2 separate regions of the Mus musculus genome follow, and region 2 is linked to region 1. A link is a contact called in public HiChIP or PLAC-seq data. All regions are on one chromosome and are shown on one strand. Each heading gives the region's core, a stretch centred on a gene start, on an enhancer-like site or on the middle of the called end of the contact. The rest is flanking DNA. Distances are from core to core; before and after follow the strand shown.

Region 1 (7,958 bases), core at 2,001-4,500:
CTATTACTTCAGGGCACATCCATCCCTTCCTAGATCACCCCAGAACATCCCAGCCTTACTGTATTATTATTCCAATGCTTGCCCAGCCTTACTATGGGGTTTGAGAATAGTTGGTATTCCCATAAAAGTGATGCTCTTGCAAGCAGGTTGTTATGGAAATTCATAGGGTTTCCAGCCGGGTAAGATCAGTGATGTCTTTCCTCCCTCAGCAGTCTATGCAGTGTCTTCTAGCACTATGAAAGCTAGCCAGTGAGGAGGGAGTTTCCAGTTCCCTCCCACCTTGTACTCTCTAAGTCTTATAACTGAGATACGTGGTGTCTTCAGCAACAGGGTTGTATCATTCAAGAAGGACAGAAAGAAGGCTGTATTGTTTTGGCAGCTTCTGAAGCCTCTTTGACCAAAACCTCAAATGGATAGATAGTAAGTTTCCATACTTCACACACCCGCTGACACGGTAGCTCTGTTGCCCCTTTTCTCTCCAACCCTCTCACCCTCCTCATTAAACCTCTTCATCCCCAATATTCCATCTCTATTTTCATTTCACATGTTTTATTATAAGGCACCTCCCCTAATGCCCCCTCTCTAGTCTATTGGCTCCTGTAGGCACTCCAAGTTAGACAAGCGTGGCTAACATTTTGAAGCTAGGATTTGTATATGAGAGGAAACACGTGGCATTTGTGTCTCTGAACCTGGGTTATGGCAATCAAGAAAAGTTTTTCCAGCTTCATCTGCTTTACCTTCCAATCTTTTTTTATTTGTTTGTTTGTTTGTTCTGAGACAGGGACTTCCTATGTAGCCCTGGATATCCTAGAACTCTCCTGGAACTCATATGTAGACCAACTGGCTTCAAACTCATTGAGATCTATCTGACTGCCTCAGCCTCCTGAGTTCTGGGATTAAAGGCATAGACCACCATTCCTGGCTCCAATTTTACAAGTATCTTTATGGCAGAATACATAAGAGTACGGCCCCCTTCCCCACATCCGCCACAGCATTTGTTGTCATTTGTATTCTTGTTGGTGGCCATTCTGACTAGAGTGGGGTGGAACTTTAAAGCAGCTATAACCTGCATCCCTCATGGCCCCTTCCTACATGCCCAGAGCTCAAGAAGAGGCACCCGGCTCCCAGATGAAGCACTGACTCTGCCTGTCTGTGATCTCCCCAGAGACAAGAGCAGCCATGCTTTTCCTTCATACTTCAATATATCAGTGTTTCCAGCTATGAGAAACAAACGCTTTCTCATCAAAGGAGGCATGAGAGTCAGCTTTCGACAATGCAAATAATTAAGAGACGACATGATTGGCTGAAACATATAGGAGATGAGGAACATGCCCAGTTGGTCTAGGCACGTGGTTCAGTAATAGGGCCTGTGCCTAGCATGTATGAGGTCTTGGTTTTAATCTTAAACACTCGAGAGAAAAAGACACAGAGAAAGGGAAGTCTGGCTCACTTCTGTTCGCATCTTTCTCTCCCTTGCCCAAGTGAAAAGATGACTATGCTAAGTAAGTAAGTAAGTAAGTATGAAGCAAAGGTTAGGAAACCAGGAGAGAGAGCGGGGTAGGGTTTGGCGGCTGGAGGATCAGCAGCTGGGTGAAGGATTGGAGAGAATATTATATTATTCTCTTAATATATTACACACATTTATATTTATTATATTATATTAAACACATGTTCAAATAAACTGAGGATAGTATGAGCAGTGTTTATCACTCCCAGAAATGACAGGGGCAAAGCTGGAAAGAACCTGTCATATGGTATTGAAATTAAAGATGTGGCTTTAAATGTACTATATTAATACATATATACTGTACTAATATATTTTATAATAACTTCATATGTCCACAATATATACATGTAATTGTTATGTTTGTAACATGTGAAGATAAATTTTATATTGTATTACATTTAATATATAAATATTCTGTGTATATAGCACATAAATATATATGTATAATGTGCTGTACATATATCCATACAGCAAACCATGTAACCATCCACATTAGCACCACCATGTAGACCCCAGCTAAATATTCACATTCCATTTCATTGCCCTTGAAATAAGAGGCACTGTACTGGGATGCTACAGAGGGCTGCAGGTTGTATCACTGCCCACCCGTGAAAAAGGAGCCCGATTTGCAGGGCCAGGGAAAAGCTCCCTGAGATAACACGGATGATTTAATATGTTGAGCTGGTTTTAGATCAGATAATGCAGATTCCCCACTCTGCCAGGGCCACCATGTCTCTCCCGTGTAGTGTCCATTTCCTTCTCTTCTTGTCGGAGCAGGTGATTCCTAAACGCTCCCAACCCTACAGTATCTGTGACAGATGTCAGGGGGCGAGAAGTGTTTATAAGCCTATGCAATTCTTCTGTTCTTAAATTTGTATGTATTTGGGTTGCTGGAGAGAAGGCACAAGGCATGTGGGTAGTGCACAGACATACATGCAGGCAAAATACCCCCACACATAAGAATAATAGAAATAATTTTTAAAGATTTAGTATGTATTTAAATCTAGACATCAGTCAACTGTGATTCTGTGTGTGTGTGTGGGGGGGAATCTTAGGCTAAGCCCAACCCCCTACAAGGTGTGCTCCACACTAAGGAATGTAAGTTTTGGGGTTTTTTTGTTTTGTTTTGTTTTGTTTTAGCTGTAATTCCCAAGAGAGAGATTCTACTCTGGGAAATAGTTCAAAGGGAGAAATCACCACAATTATAGTCATATCTACATTCAGGCTCTGCACTACCTTCATTCCATTCTAACAATTATAGTAGAGAAGTGAGATATCTCCATTATACAGCTAAGAAAATAATATAGGGCAAAAATCAATGAAGTCACAAACAGAAAAGGATAGAGGAAATTAATGAAAATGCTGATTGTTAAAAAGTCAGTAAAATTGGCAAACCTCTATTAAAGCTAACAAAAAAGTCAGGATGACAGCTTACTTCTATAACGCCAGCATTTGGAAGACTGAGGCAGGTGGATTGCTGTGAATTTGAGGAAAGTCTGGGCTACATGTTGAGTTATGGGCTAATGCTAGGTAGAGCAAAACCCTGTCTAAATCACAACAACAATACTAACAACAGAGAGAAGGAGAGAGGGAGGGGAGGGAGGAGGGGGGAGGGAGAGAGAGAGAGAGAGAATACAAATGATCAATATCAAGAGTTAAACAGAAAGACATTGCCAAGACCCTGTGGACTCAAAGCATGAATTCAAGGACAGTATGAATAACTGCCCTCCACACACAGGAAATGGAACAAAGGAGAAACAGCTGACTGCTTGGTGAGCTCACCTCCTTCAGTGTGGTGTGGAGAATCTGAGCAGTCCTACAAGCATTAGGGAAGTTTGCCTTTGTAGTTTTAAAAATAAGCCTCCTTCTGACTGGGGATGTAGCTCAGTTGGTAGAGCGCTTGCCTTGGATGCAAAGCTCTTGTTCAGTCCCTAGAACTGCACAAACTCCTCTGCTGCCATGCGTCCGGCATCCCACGTGGGGGAGGTGGAAGCAGAAAGATCAGAAGTTCAGAGCCATCCTCAGCTACATACTGGGTCTGAGCACAGCCTGTGTCAAAAGACCCTGTCTCAAAACAAATAAAAAAATTTCCCTTCTTAATGAAAAAACAAAATGAAAACTAACTCTAACTGCAGTAAAGTTTCACCAGGGGATTCACCAGATAGTTAATGAAGAATTAATACCGACTCTACACAGTTTCATCAGAAATGGAAGGGTGTATCTTCTGAAGTAGTAGAATCTGACTCCAAACCCACACAGAAAATGAAAGTACAGACCCACAGGAATCACAGTGAAGAGGATCCTTGTTGCTGCTGTTGTTATTAAATCAGTGTCTCACTATGTAGCCCTGGCTGGCCTGGGACTGTGTGTATAGATCAGCCTGACCTCTAACTTGCAGTGATCCTCCTGCCTCTGTCTCCCAAGTGCTGGGACCACAAGTGTGCACTACTATATTAGGCATGCTTTTTGAGACAGTGTCTTGATCCATGCATCCCTCCATCTCTCAGGACAGGCTGGAACACATGTATCCCAGTGTCACACATATGGTCCTCTTGGGCTCCGTGTTGACGTTACAGGTATGTACCACCATGCTCAGTTGCTAAAAATAAAAATTCTCAAAACACTTCTAGCAGGCGTCTGAAGAGATGGCTCAGCAGTTCAGAGCACTGGCTGCTCTTCTAGAGGATCAAGGTTCAATTCCCAGCACCCTATGATTGCTCAAAGCTGTCTGTAACTCTAGTTCCAGAGGATCCAGCACCCTCTTCTGGATCCAGCAGGCAAGAGGCATGCACATGGTACATAGATGCATATGCAGGCAAAACATCCATGCACATAAATAATTTAAAAATAAACACCATTAGCAAGTAGAATTTGGCAATATGAAAAAATATACCATAGCAGATATGGAAGGCAAGTACAAGACTAGAAAAAAAAATTCAGTGTAATCCTGTATATGAATAGGCAAAAAAAAAAAAAAAAAAAAGGGGGGGAGGGGGAGGGAGAAAAGGAAAGAAAAATACAATAAGGAATCTTTATGAGCTCAAAGCCAGCCTTGTCTACATAGTGAGTTCCATTCCAGTGAGAGCTATACAGTGAAAACCTGTTTCAATAAACAAACCAGCAGGGCGGTGGTGGCCCACGCCTTTAATCCCAGTAAAGGCATTGGGAGGCAGAGGCAGGCAGATTTCTGAGTCTGAGGCCAGCCTGGTTTACAGAGTGAGTTCCAGGACAGCGAGGGCTACACAGAGAAACCCTATCTAAAAAAAAAAAAAAAAAAAAAAGAAAGAAAGAAAGAAAAAGGAAAAAAACGAAAAAAGAAAGAAAAAGAAAAGGAAAAGGAAAAAGAAAAAGAAAAGGAAAAGGAAAAAGGGAAAGGAAAAAGGGAAAGGAAAGAGAAAGAGAAAGAGAAAAGAAAAAGAAAAAGAAAAAGAAAAAGAAAAAGAAAAAGAAAAAGAAAAGGAAAAGGAAAAGGAAAAAGAAGAAGCAACGGGGCACACACCTGTCATTCCATATAGGGGAGTTAAAGACAGGAAGACCACAAGTTCAAGCCCAGCTTAGGCTATGCAGTCAGTTCCAAGCTACCCTTCGCTACCTAGCAAGACCTTGTCTCAAAAGAAAGAAAGAAACAAACAAAAACCACTCAACTGGATAAAGACTGCCTAAAACCTCCCACCCGAAAGCTAACATTAACCTAAAGATGAACTGTGTTCAGCCTAGGATCGGGGACAAAGCAAAGGAGCCCAGCCAGTCCAGCCACAGCAAGGAAGCAAGAAAAGGCAAATCAATCGGAAAGGGACAGATTAAAAATGCCCCACTGGGTGATGATCCCTTACATAAAAACTACAAGGAATCCAAAGCGCACAAAAGGCTCTGAGGACTAATAGTAAGCTCGCCAAAGTTAAAGATACAGACATGAAAAGCAACTGCACTTCGTTGCACTAGCCATGCCACACTAATACCAAAAATACAGTACCAATGTCGGTTCTACAAAATTAAAAATAGAAATATTTATAGTATTTACATGTAAATCTGATTTTCTTTATTTTCTTTTCTTCCCTCAGCTGTAAATCTAACCAAAGTTTATGTCTAAAACATTTATAACATTTATTTATTTATGTGTGTGTGTGTGTGTGTGTATACACACGTGCCATAGCACACCTATGGAGACCCGTGGCAAGTTGCGTGAGTCGGTTATTTTCTTCTTCCATGTGGGTTCCAGGGGTTGAACTCATGTCACCAGGCTTGGCATTTATCTTTACCTTTACTCACTGGGGCATTTTGCCAGCCTAAGTAAAGGATTCATGCACTGAAAAGTATAAAGTGTTAATGAAAGAAATCAAAGACAGTGAAAAGATGTCAAGTCTCCATGAGCAGACATATAGGTCAAGGCAATTCCTAGCAGACATATAGGTCAAGGCAATTCCTAGCAGACATATAGGTCAAGGCAATTCCTAGCAAGTCTCAGATGATTTCTTTTTTTTTTTTGTAGGCACAAATAAAAACTATTCTAAAACAACTTTGGGAAAGAAATAAGGGAGGAGAATGAGTCTGCCTGATCATCAGAGGTATGACGGAGCTTACTTAATCAACACTGTGAGAAGTAAAGGCAGAAGGACAGGGGAGGGGAGAGATACAAAATAGGAAACTCAGAATAAACCTATACAAATACTCTCAACTGATCACTGACGAAAAGTAACTCTGTCAGCAAATGGCACCTTAGCTATTGATCAGTGAGAGTAAGTGACCCATGAACCCCATCTTAACAACATACACAAAATTAGCTTAAAATAGATCACACACATATGACATGTTTAGAAAAATGTACAAGAGAAAATCTTAATGGTCTAGGGAAAGAAAAAGTGTTTTTAAAATTCAACAAATCACAATCTATAGAAGTAAAAAAATTAATAACAGAAATAATAATCAAAATGATAACCGTTTGCCCCTCATGCCGTGCCTGGTGGTTCTGGCCTGTGATCCCAGCTACTTGGGAAACTGAGGCAGAATCCCAAGATCAATACCTGTCTGAGCTAAGACAGTGAGTTCAAGGACAACCTAGGCAACTTAGTGAGACTTTGTTTCAAAATAAAAGGTGAAAAGAGGGCCAGGGATATTGCTGCGTGGAAGAAGTGTTTGACTTTCACACCCGAGAGCCAGGAGAAAGTCCCCAGAACTGTAAAAAGAAAAGACTATTAAGAAAACAAAGCAGAGGCTCAGCTATCATATTTGCAAGTCACACATTCAGCAAAGAATTAGTACCTAGAATATCCAAAGGACTCAAAAGATCCCAGTGGGAAAGACATCACATTATCCAGCCAGAAAGTGAACAAGACCTGAGCAAACGCTTCACTGGTAACAGAACATGAAAAGATAAGACATCATTAGCTGATTGCAGATTGCCAAGTAAGTAAGATCAATGGAATGCCCATCCTAAGGGCTAAGATAAAAACTAGTGAGGATGGAGCTGGAGGGGATGCCTCAGCAGTTAAGAGCACTTGTTGCTCTTGCAGAGGACTAGGGATCAGTTTCCAGCACCCACACACATGGTGGCTTACCACCTATAATTTCAGTTCCAGGAAATCCAATTATCTTTTTCTGACCTCTCTGGGTATGTGGTACACATACATACACTTGTACATATGCATAAATTAAAAACACAATGAATCTTGTTTCAAGGCCGTATAGTGAGGACACTGACTGCCGACAAGGAGGTGCAAAGGCTAGACCATCTACACAGTGCTGGGATGCGGAAGAGCAGAGCAACTGGGGGTAGGGGGTGCACAATGTCTGCAATTCCTTAACTACATGCAACGGGACCCAGAAATTTCACTCCTGGAGATCTTTTTCCACAGAAATTCTCTTGCAAAATGTTCACCCAAGGGCTGGGAATTGAATTCAGTGGCAAAACACTTGCTGAGCGTGCACAGGGCTCTGTATTGGGTCTCTAGCACCAATGAGACTTCCCCCCCACCCCCACAAAAACCTATACACAAGCTTAATTCATCACAGCAAAAGCCTAGAAACAACCCAGCGGACGATCAAAGAAACCGTGGCATTCACACTACAAAAAAACTATGAAGTAACCAATGAACAATGTTTAATACACTGAACAGCCTGGATGCGTGTCCAGGGGATTATGCAAAGTGGGAAAGGCCAGTTCCAAAGGCTTACGTGCTGTGTGACTCCATTCACAAAACATCTCTGAAACAACATAATTACAGAAACAGAGAACAAAAACGGTGATTGACGGCAGAGCGGAAGGTGTGGCTGTCGAGGGTCATATGAGGAATCCTTGTGTTGTTAGAAATGTCCTGTGACCTCATTATATCCGGGTCAAGGTTGATGTGGTCTAACATTTTGCAAAATGTTAACATCAGGGGAAAATGGTAAAGGACACAGGGATCTACACAAATGACCAGTTATAACTGCCTATGGACCTATAATCGCAGAA
Region 2 (7,958 bases), core at 1,938-4,437, 520 kb before region 1:
GGTTTGATTGTCAGTTGCATACTTGGTACTGGATGAAAGTGCCTCTACCAAAAACATAGATCTTGGCAGAAGGCCAAGAACGCAGAACATTCTGGAAGGTGTAACCCTAGAGAGCAGACTGTGGGACTATGTGGAGCTAGGCTATGAGGAAGAGACACTTGTGAGGGATTGGCCACTGCGTGACTTGGAGTGCTGTTTGGGAACTGCGGTAGCCTCACCTGGGACCCAGTCCCTTTCGGTAGTTGAGATTCACTTTAATCTGAGGGGAGAAGTTCCGGTCCTCTCCCTGGAAGGGAGACTCCATGGGGGGTGGCTCATTCTTTCCTTTGTTCACCTCAGCACTGCCTTCTTCATCTCCATCGGACGTCTCCAGCCTAAAAGCTGGGGGGTTGGAGGCTGAAGTCATCCTGAGAGAGGAGGGTGCTCCTTATCGCTGAAACTTCTGTGGAGATGGAGATCTTAAGGTTCCCCTCTCTCTCTCATACCGCAGTGGGGTAGGCCTGGCTGGGACCTGGAGAAGGTGATGTAGAGAAAGGAGAGCAGGAGCTGGGGTAAAGACAGTGCTTGTTTACCATGCACAGAGTGCTGGCTTCTCTACCCAGCAAAGCATAAGCCACCTGTAGCAGTCCAAGGCCAGCTGCTGGAGGGATGGCTCAGTGGTTAAGAGCACTGGGCTACCTTTCCAGAGAATCGGGGTTCGGGGCCCAGCACTGCATGGTGGCTCACAACCCTCTGTCACTCCAGTTCCAGGGGATCTGATGTGTTCTGACCTCTGCAGGTATCAAGCACACACGTGGTACACACTCATATACAGAAAATAAGTAATAAATTGATAAAATATTTTAAAAAATAGAATTAGGAGCTAGAGGATCAGAAGTTCAAGGTCATCTGAAAATAGCCTGGGATACTCTGTCTCAAGAGAGAAAGAGAGAGAGGGAGAGGGAGAGTGGGAGAGGGAGAGGGAGGCGGGATGAGGAAAGAGCTGGATCAGAAAGGGCTTGCCACACAGCCTGGAGGAGCTGAGGATCCTGGGTGTCCACATAAAAAGCCACGGAATGAGGTATATCTTTAATTTCAGTGAAGAAAGGCAGGCAGAGACAAGAGGCTTGCTGGCCAGCCAGTCTAGCAGAGTTCAGTGAGACCCTAGCTCAAAAAAACAAAGCTGAGAACAATGAAAACAATCCACATCTACTTCTGGCGTCTACACACATCCAAAACCACACCTACATACACAAAAAAATAAAAATAAAAATAAAAATAAAAGAGAGCCATGCCTGGTGGTGCACGCCTTTAAACCCAGCGTTCAGGAGGCAGAGGCCAGCCAGGTCTACATAGTGAGTTCCAGGACCAAGGCTACATAATGAGACCCTGCCTCAAAAAACAAAAACAAAAACAAAAACAAAACAAAAAAAACAACAAAAACAAAACAAAACAACAACAACAGAAGGGGTGTGTATGTGTAGGAAGGAGAGTGGGAAACTGTTAGCTTTCCAAGAGGGAAAATCAGCGGTGAAGGAGAGAGGCAGTGTCAGGAAGATGTGCTGGGAGCAGGGACCTGACAGAGTTGTCACTTTGATATTATCTCACAGGAAGTCAGGACTGTCTTTATCCCCCTTGGGAATTTCTGATGTTCAAGAAGACTCAAATCCTATTTAGGGGTGAGAATGCTTGTGTTCACAACCCCACCCATTCTCTACCTGATATCAAGCCCAGTGCCCAATGGTACAGACAGATAAAACTTCAGTTGTTTGGCCAGCACAGGCCACGAAACCCTTAATGTAGAGAGGGAGCGATCCAGGGAACTACTGGTCTATCAGACCCTTCCTTTTGCTGCCAGAACAACCGCGACTCAGAAAAGAGAAGTGAGTTGCCACCTCGCTTCGTGTCCTGATGGTCCTCTTCAGTTCTCAGAACCCAATTACGTTCGTTTCCAGTCTGACTCATATCTGAGGGTATAAGACACCACCTCCGAAGGGGCTTTAGAGCTGGCAAGCGCTATCTGCCTTCCCACCTCAAACTGCACACTGGGTCTGGGGTTAGCTGACAGCTAACCTCACCCTCAACAGAAACAGCAACCACAGCCTCCATCACGTGGCCGGGGCTGGGACCTAGTTAGAGCTGGGGAGCCTCTGTCTTCCTCAGAGTTCAGAAACCGGAAGGAAAGAATCAGAGCCGGTCAGAAGACAGTGGGGGTAGGAAAAAGGGGCAGGGAACAGGTTGGTAGAAATAAGGGACAGAAAAAAACAGGGCCAAGAGAGGAAGCGGTAGTGTGGCCCCGGCCCACTCTCAATTTGTTACAGGATCCCAGTACACTCAGAGAACTGGGTGGGGCATTTTCCACAATAGCCAGGGGGCCTGACTGAGGTTTCACTTCTCTGCCCACCTTAGTAGGACATGGGCATCCTCCTTTTGCGCAGTCTAGCTTCCACCCTCAAGCAAATCCTGGCAGACGCTGCGTCTGACATCATTCCCAACCCCCAGCAGCAACAACTGTCTTCCAGAGGCTGTCTACCTTACCTCCTGGGATCCCCATTCTGGCAGCAGAGAAAGAGGCCTGGAGGTTCAGGGAGCCAGATCCCACGCAGACCCTTATTCCAAGATGGAGATGCCGGGAGACCAATCCAATCATTCACTGTCATACTTCCAGACGCAACCCCTAGGACATCCTGAAATAGCCCATCGACTTACCCCTCAGGCTGAAGTCAAGGCGTAGCGGCAGCAGACTACAAGCCAGGATCACCAAGCCTAGCGGGACTCTCCAGCAGCGGGGATTGAGAGAGGAAGTGCCGCGGAAGCCTCCGTAGCTGGCCGTAGCTTTCTCTGTATCGTCCACCCTCCACCTGTTCGTCGCACACAGTGGATAGTGCGGGCTTAACGCCAACCTGTCAAGGACCAGTGACTGGCCACTGGGCTGATCATCAGGACCACTGGCCACACCCTGCTTTCGCGAGACACGCCCTGCTCCTCCATCGGTGCACTTCCACCCACAACTGTAGCCAGAGAAGCCCCTGGGGCAGTCAGAGGAAGTTCTGGGGTGGTGGGACCTAGGCTTGGGTGGAAGCTGGCACAGGTGTGGGATTCATGCCCTAAAACACTGACGCCCACCCCTCCTGATTCTTAACACCGTGTGCCCTCCCCCGGCCATTTGGTTCATCACTGTCCGACCCAAGGGAGAGAAGAATGGGATAGCCCCAGAGAGAGAAGAGGTTCAGTCTAGCATTTGCCCCAGAGAATGCAGCCCAACCCATCCAGCCATTATTTCCATCTAAGGAAGATTCGCTCAGCGTCCTGACCCCAGGGATCCCCCGAGTATCCATTTACAAGGGCACTTCCAGAAACAGCCAGCAGGTGGCAACCGTGTGGCCAACAGGAATGGCTGAAATTGTACAGCCCCGGCACTGCCAGGGAGAACAAGGACCAGCTCTCCCTCTCTTTTTCGCCGGAAGACCTCTGTCCTTGCTCCACATCCCAAATTTTGTTTGATTGGTCCAAAGCACTAATTTCTCTCCCGTGAGAATGTTCTACCAAACCGGTCCCCCTGCTTCTCCGCTGCTACACTCATACGTCACACCCCATTCTTATACCAACTAAGGTGGTCTGCTAAAAATATAAACCAGGGGCCAGCGTTTAGCTTTAATGGTAGACTTAGTGGCATATGTAAGGCCCTGTGTTTGACCCCCAGTATCAGTAATCAAAGAAAAACTAAATAACAAAAATTAATTAATTAATGTCACCCCCACCTCCAAGCCACTTTTTCATAGCACTAAAAATAAAACCCAAACTTCATACAACAACCTCATGCAGCCCAGAGGCCCGCCCCAGTCATGTCACCTTCACCATGCTACACTCCAGACCTGTACCGTCCAGTATGGCAGTCATTAGCCACGGCAGCTATTTAGATTTTAGTTTGGTTTACACTTTTACCTGCGGCAAGGACTTGATATGAAACCAACTGTGGCAATCCTCCTGCCTCTCTCTCTACAGTGCTGGTGTTATAACTGTGCCTCCATGGTTGGTCATCTTTCAGATGAGTCCACTGTAAGGCAAAACTCAGCAAATACTAGCTGGCATGGCCCTCCACTCTTCCCAAATATGTCCTGTTTTCTCTGTAGTACAAGCTGTCTCACCTGCTAGGAGCAACAAGCAACACACACACACACACACACACACATATACGCACACACACAGTAGCATCGCCATCATGGCCACATACCTTAGTTCTAAGCATCTTCTGCTTGTGTTTGTGTTTCTTTGTTGGTTTTATAGTGCTTGAACATGGGCATGCCAGGCCAGCCTCTACCACAGCTTCCTGCTCTATTTTCTGTTTAAACATCACTTCCTCTCAGTAGAGCTAGACCAGCTAGACCCTAAACTGGGGGGAGGGGCCCTAGAAACGTACTCCTAAGACACCTGCCTTGCCCCTGGCAGAGGCTGATTTGTACTGTGCTGCCTGCCCCCTATAATAACATACTTAGCCATCCACTGTTGCTCAAATGTGCTTAGGACTGCAAGTGCAGAGTAATGCCAGCACTTCTGTTTAGCTGGGCGAGGCCCCAAGAGGTGACTCCTTGCAGCAGGAACCAAGCCACGTATATGCATTTAAGCAATCAACTTCATAAATGTTTAAATCTATGCTTAAAATTTCCTTTAACAAACTCTGTTTTTTTTAAGCAGTTACTTCATATTAGCTTTTTTTTTTTTTTTTTTTTTTTTTTTTTTTTTTTTTTTCTATGAAGACAAGGCTCCAACTTCTCCTGAGTGAGGTGAAGCCTCTGAAAGAGAATTCTTGAAGCAACTGAGGGCAGCAGAATGGGAAATAGAATTTTTTTTATTAGGTATTTTCCTCGTTTACATTTTCAATGCTATCCCAAAGGTCCCCCATACCCACCCACCCCCAATCCCCTACCCACCCACTCCCCCTTTTTGGCCCTGGCGTTCCCCTGTACTGGGGCATATAAAGTTTGCAAGTCCAATGGGCCTCTCTTTGCAGTGATGGCTTACTAGGCCATCTTTTGATACATATACAGCTAGAGTCAAGAGCTCCGGGGTACTGGTTAGTTCATATTGTTGTTCCACCTATAGGGTTGCAGTTCCCTTGGAAATAGAATTTTTTAAATCTTTTTTTTTTTCAAGGCAGGGTTTCTCTGTGTAGCCCTGGATGTCCTGGAACTCACTCTGTAGACCAGGCTGGACTCGAACTCAGAAATCCGCCTGCCTCTGCCTCTCAAGTGCTGGGATTAAAGGAGTGTGCCACCACTGCCTGGTGAATTTTTTAAATCTTAATGCTGTGGCTTTATGTTTAAAATAAAGCCAGTAAGATGACTCATCAGGAAAGGGCATTGGTCATGCAAGCTTGGTGACCTGAATTTGGTCCCTAGAACCTATGTAAAGTTGGAAGGACAGACTTGACTCCACAAAGTTGTCCTGTAACACAACCACACATGCATCATGTAAATATAAATGCACGATAGAAATTAATAATAAATAGTAAAGGGGGCTTGAGAAACAGCTGAGCAATTAAGACCTAGCCGCTTGTGGTGGTTTAAATGAGAATGTTCCTACATAATATCATGTTGGAATACTTGGTCTCCAGTTAGTAGAACTCTTTGGGAAGGATTAGGAGGTGTGGCCTTGTTGGAGGAGGTGTGTCACTGGGAGTGAGCTTTGAGGTTTTTAAAGACGTTATTCCCAGTGTTCCATTTCTGTGTCCTCCTTGCTGATCAAGATGTAAACACTGAGTTGTTCCTGCCTCCATGCCTTTGCAGCACCATCATGACCTATAATTCTTTGAAAATGTAAGTTCAAACTTAACACTTTCTTTCACAAATTGCCTTGGTCATGGTGTTTTGTCATATCCATAGGAAAGTAACTAAGAAATTGTTTTTATAGAGGACTCAGGTTCAATTCTCAGCCCCCACAGGGAGGCTCTGTAATTCTCGTTCCAACGGATATGATACCCTTTTCTGGCCTCTGCAAGCACCAGGTATGTTCATGATGTGCAGACATACATGCAAGTAAAATACCCATATATATTGATTGATTGATTTGCTGGGCATGATGGAATGTGCCTTTAATCCCAGCACTCAGGAGGCAGAAACAGCAAATCTCTGAATTCAAGGACAACTTAGGCTACACAGTGAATTCCAGGCCAGCCAGAGCTACATAGTGAGACTTCAAAACAACAACAATAACAACAACATGTATTAAGCACTCATTGTGTCTGATACCATGCTAAGTGCTCCGTGTATGACCCTTAGAGCAAGCTTATTTCACAGATGATGAGGCTGAAGGTAGGCAAGTGTAGACCACATGGGTGGGAAGTGAGGAAGAAAAGATTTAAACCCAGAGCCACACCCTGGACACTTGTGCTTTCCAGGAGATGAGCATGCACTTTTGACATACCCACAGCTTCCAAGGCCGCTTATTAACCATGAAATAGTCAGCACAGCTTTAAATGTCAGGTAGGGCAGAGGGCATCACTGTTCTCCTGAAGTAAAACTGGAGACCATCAAGGGACAATGAAAAGTGAGCTTTTATTGGCTAAAGAGATGGCTTAGCAGCTAAGAATGGGAACTGCGCTTGCAACCCCAAGACATGGGCACTTCACAATTGCCTGTAACTCTCACCTGATTCCTTCTTCTGGATTCTATGCACTCTAACATGCACTGATTCAAACCAAAACACAGTCACAGACACATGATTAAAAATAAAAATAAGGGGGCTGGAGAGATGGCTCAGGGGTTAAGAGCACTGACTGCCCTTACAGAAGACCCAAGTTTGATTCCTGGAACCTACATGTAGGCTCACAGATGGTGGTAACTCTAATTCAAGGTGATCTGACAGTTTCTGGTCTCTGCAGGCTCCAGACATGCGTTCATTCATTCACACAAAAGAAAAATAAATAAATTAATTAAATAAATAAAAAATTAAAGGGGGTGCCTGGAGAGATGGCTCAGTGGTTAAGAGCACTGACGGCTCTTTCAGAGATTCTGAGTTCAATTCCCAGCAACTGCATGGTGGCTCACAACCATCTGTAATAGAATCCAAGGCCCTCTTCTGGTGTGTCTAAAGAGACCACCAGTGTACTCACATAAATAAATAAATTAATAATAATAATAATAAGGAGGAGGAGGAGGAGGAAGAGAAGGAGAAGGAGAAGGAGAAGGAGAAGGAGAAGGAGAAGGAGAAGGAGAAGAGGAGAAGCTGGATGTTATTAATCCCAACCTCAGGAGCAGAGGCATGCAGATCTCTGTGAGTTCAAGGCCAGCCTGGTCTACAATGCCAGTCCAGGACAACCAGAACTCAGTTACACAAAGAGACCCTGTCTCAAAAAAAACAAAAACAAAAACAAAATAAAGTCGGGCGTGGTGGCGCACACCTTTAATCCCAGCACTTGGGAGGCAGAGGCAGGTGAATTTCTGAGTTTGAGGCCAGCCTGGTCTACAGAGTGAGTTCCAGGACAGCCAGGGCTACACACAGAAACCCTGTCTCGAAAAACAAAATAAATAAATAAATAAATAAATAAATAAATAACATAAAAACAAAAACAAATCTTTTAAAAAATGAAAACTGAGGGGCTAAAGTGATAGGCTCAGTGGTTTAAGAGCACTGGTTGCTCTTGCAGATAAACCAGGTTCAATTTCTAGCACCCACATGGTGGCTCATAACTATTTATAGTTCAAGTTCCAACATGGTCTTCTGGCCTCCATAGCCACCAGGTATACACATGATCACAGACTTACATACAGGCACTCATCATAAAATAAATTCTATTAAATGAAAATTGAAAAAACAAAACCTAAGCTGGAACAGAAGAATTGATGTGAGTTGAAGGCCAATCTGGGTCAGATAGTGAGTTCCAGGCTGACTTGAAGTGCAGTGTGAGACCTGGTCTCAAACAAAGAAAGAAAGAAAAAATCTAATTCAGCTTACAGAAAGTCATTGGCAAGGATCTGGGA

The links. HiChIP or PLAC-seq counts read pairs in DNA pulled down with a chosen protein or histone mark.
Region 2: a contact with region 1 is called in an H3K4me3 HiChIP or PLAC-seq map of bone marrow-derived macrophages, with 4 times the contacts expected there. The contact joins the promoter of Trpv2 here to the enhancer-like site in region 1. A contact is called at or near these places in 2 of 39 promoter capture datasets (embryonic stem cells and pre-B cells), 3 of 484 Hi-C or Micro-C datasets (cortical neurons, embryonic stem cells and rod photoreceptor), 2 of 115 datasets of contacts at active chromatin or transcription factors (bone marrow-derived macrophages and neural tube) and 1 of 9 other capture datasets (adipose tissue).

The regions. Positions count from the first base shown.
Region 1 is chr11:62,053,748-62,061,705 of GRCm38.p6, reverse strand. The region is part of intron 3 of Specc1 (sperm antigen with calponin homology and coiled-coil domains 1); the gene reads right to left. Among named protein-coding and RNA genes, the nearest start is that of Gm39988, 7.3 kb to the right of the region's middle. Within about 2 kb of position 3,250, at least 9 of the 459 cell types and tissues checked have an H3K27ac peak or open chromatin away from gene starts, as enhancers often do. A contact at or near this core is called in bone marrow-derived macrophages, where this site is marked.
Region 2 is chr11:62,570,856-62,578,813 of GRCm38.p6, reverse strand. Trpv2 (transient receptor potential cation channel, subfamily V, member 2) reads right to left here and starts at 3,187. Exons shown (of 15, transcript NM_001382489.1): 1 at 2,689-3,187; 2 at 219-511. The coding sequence starts at 406.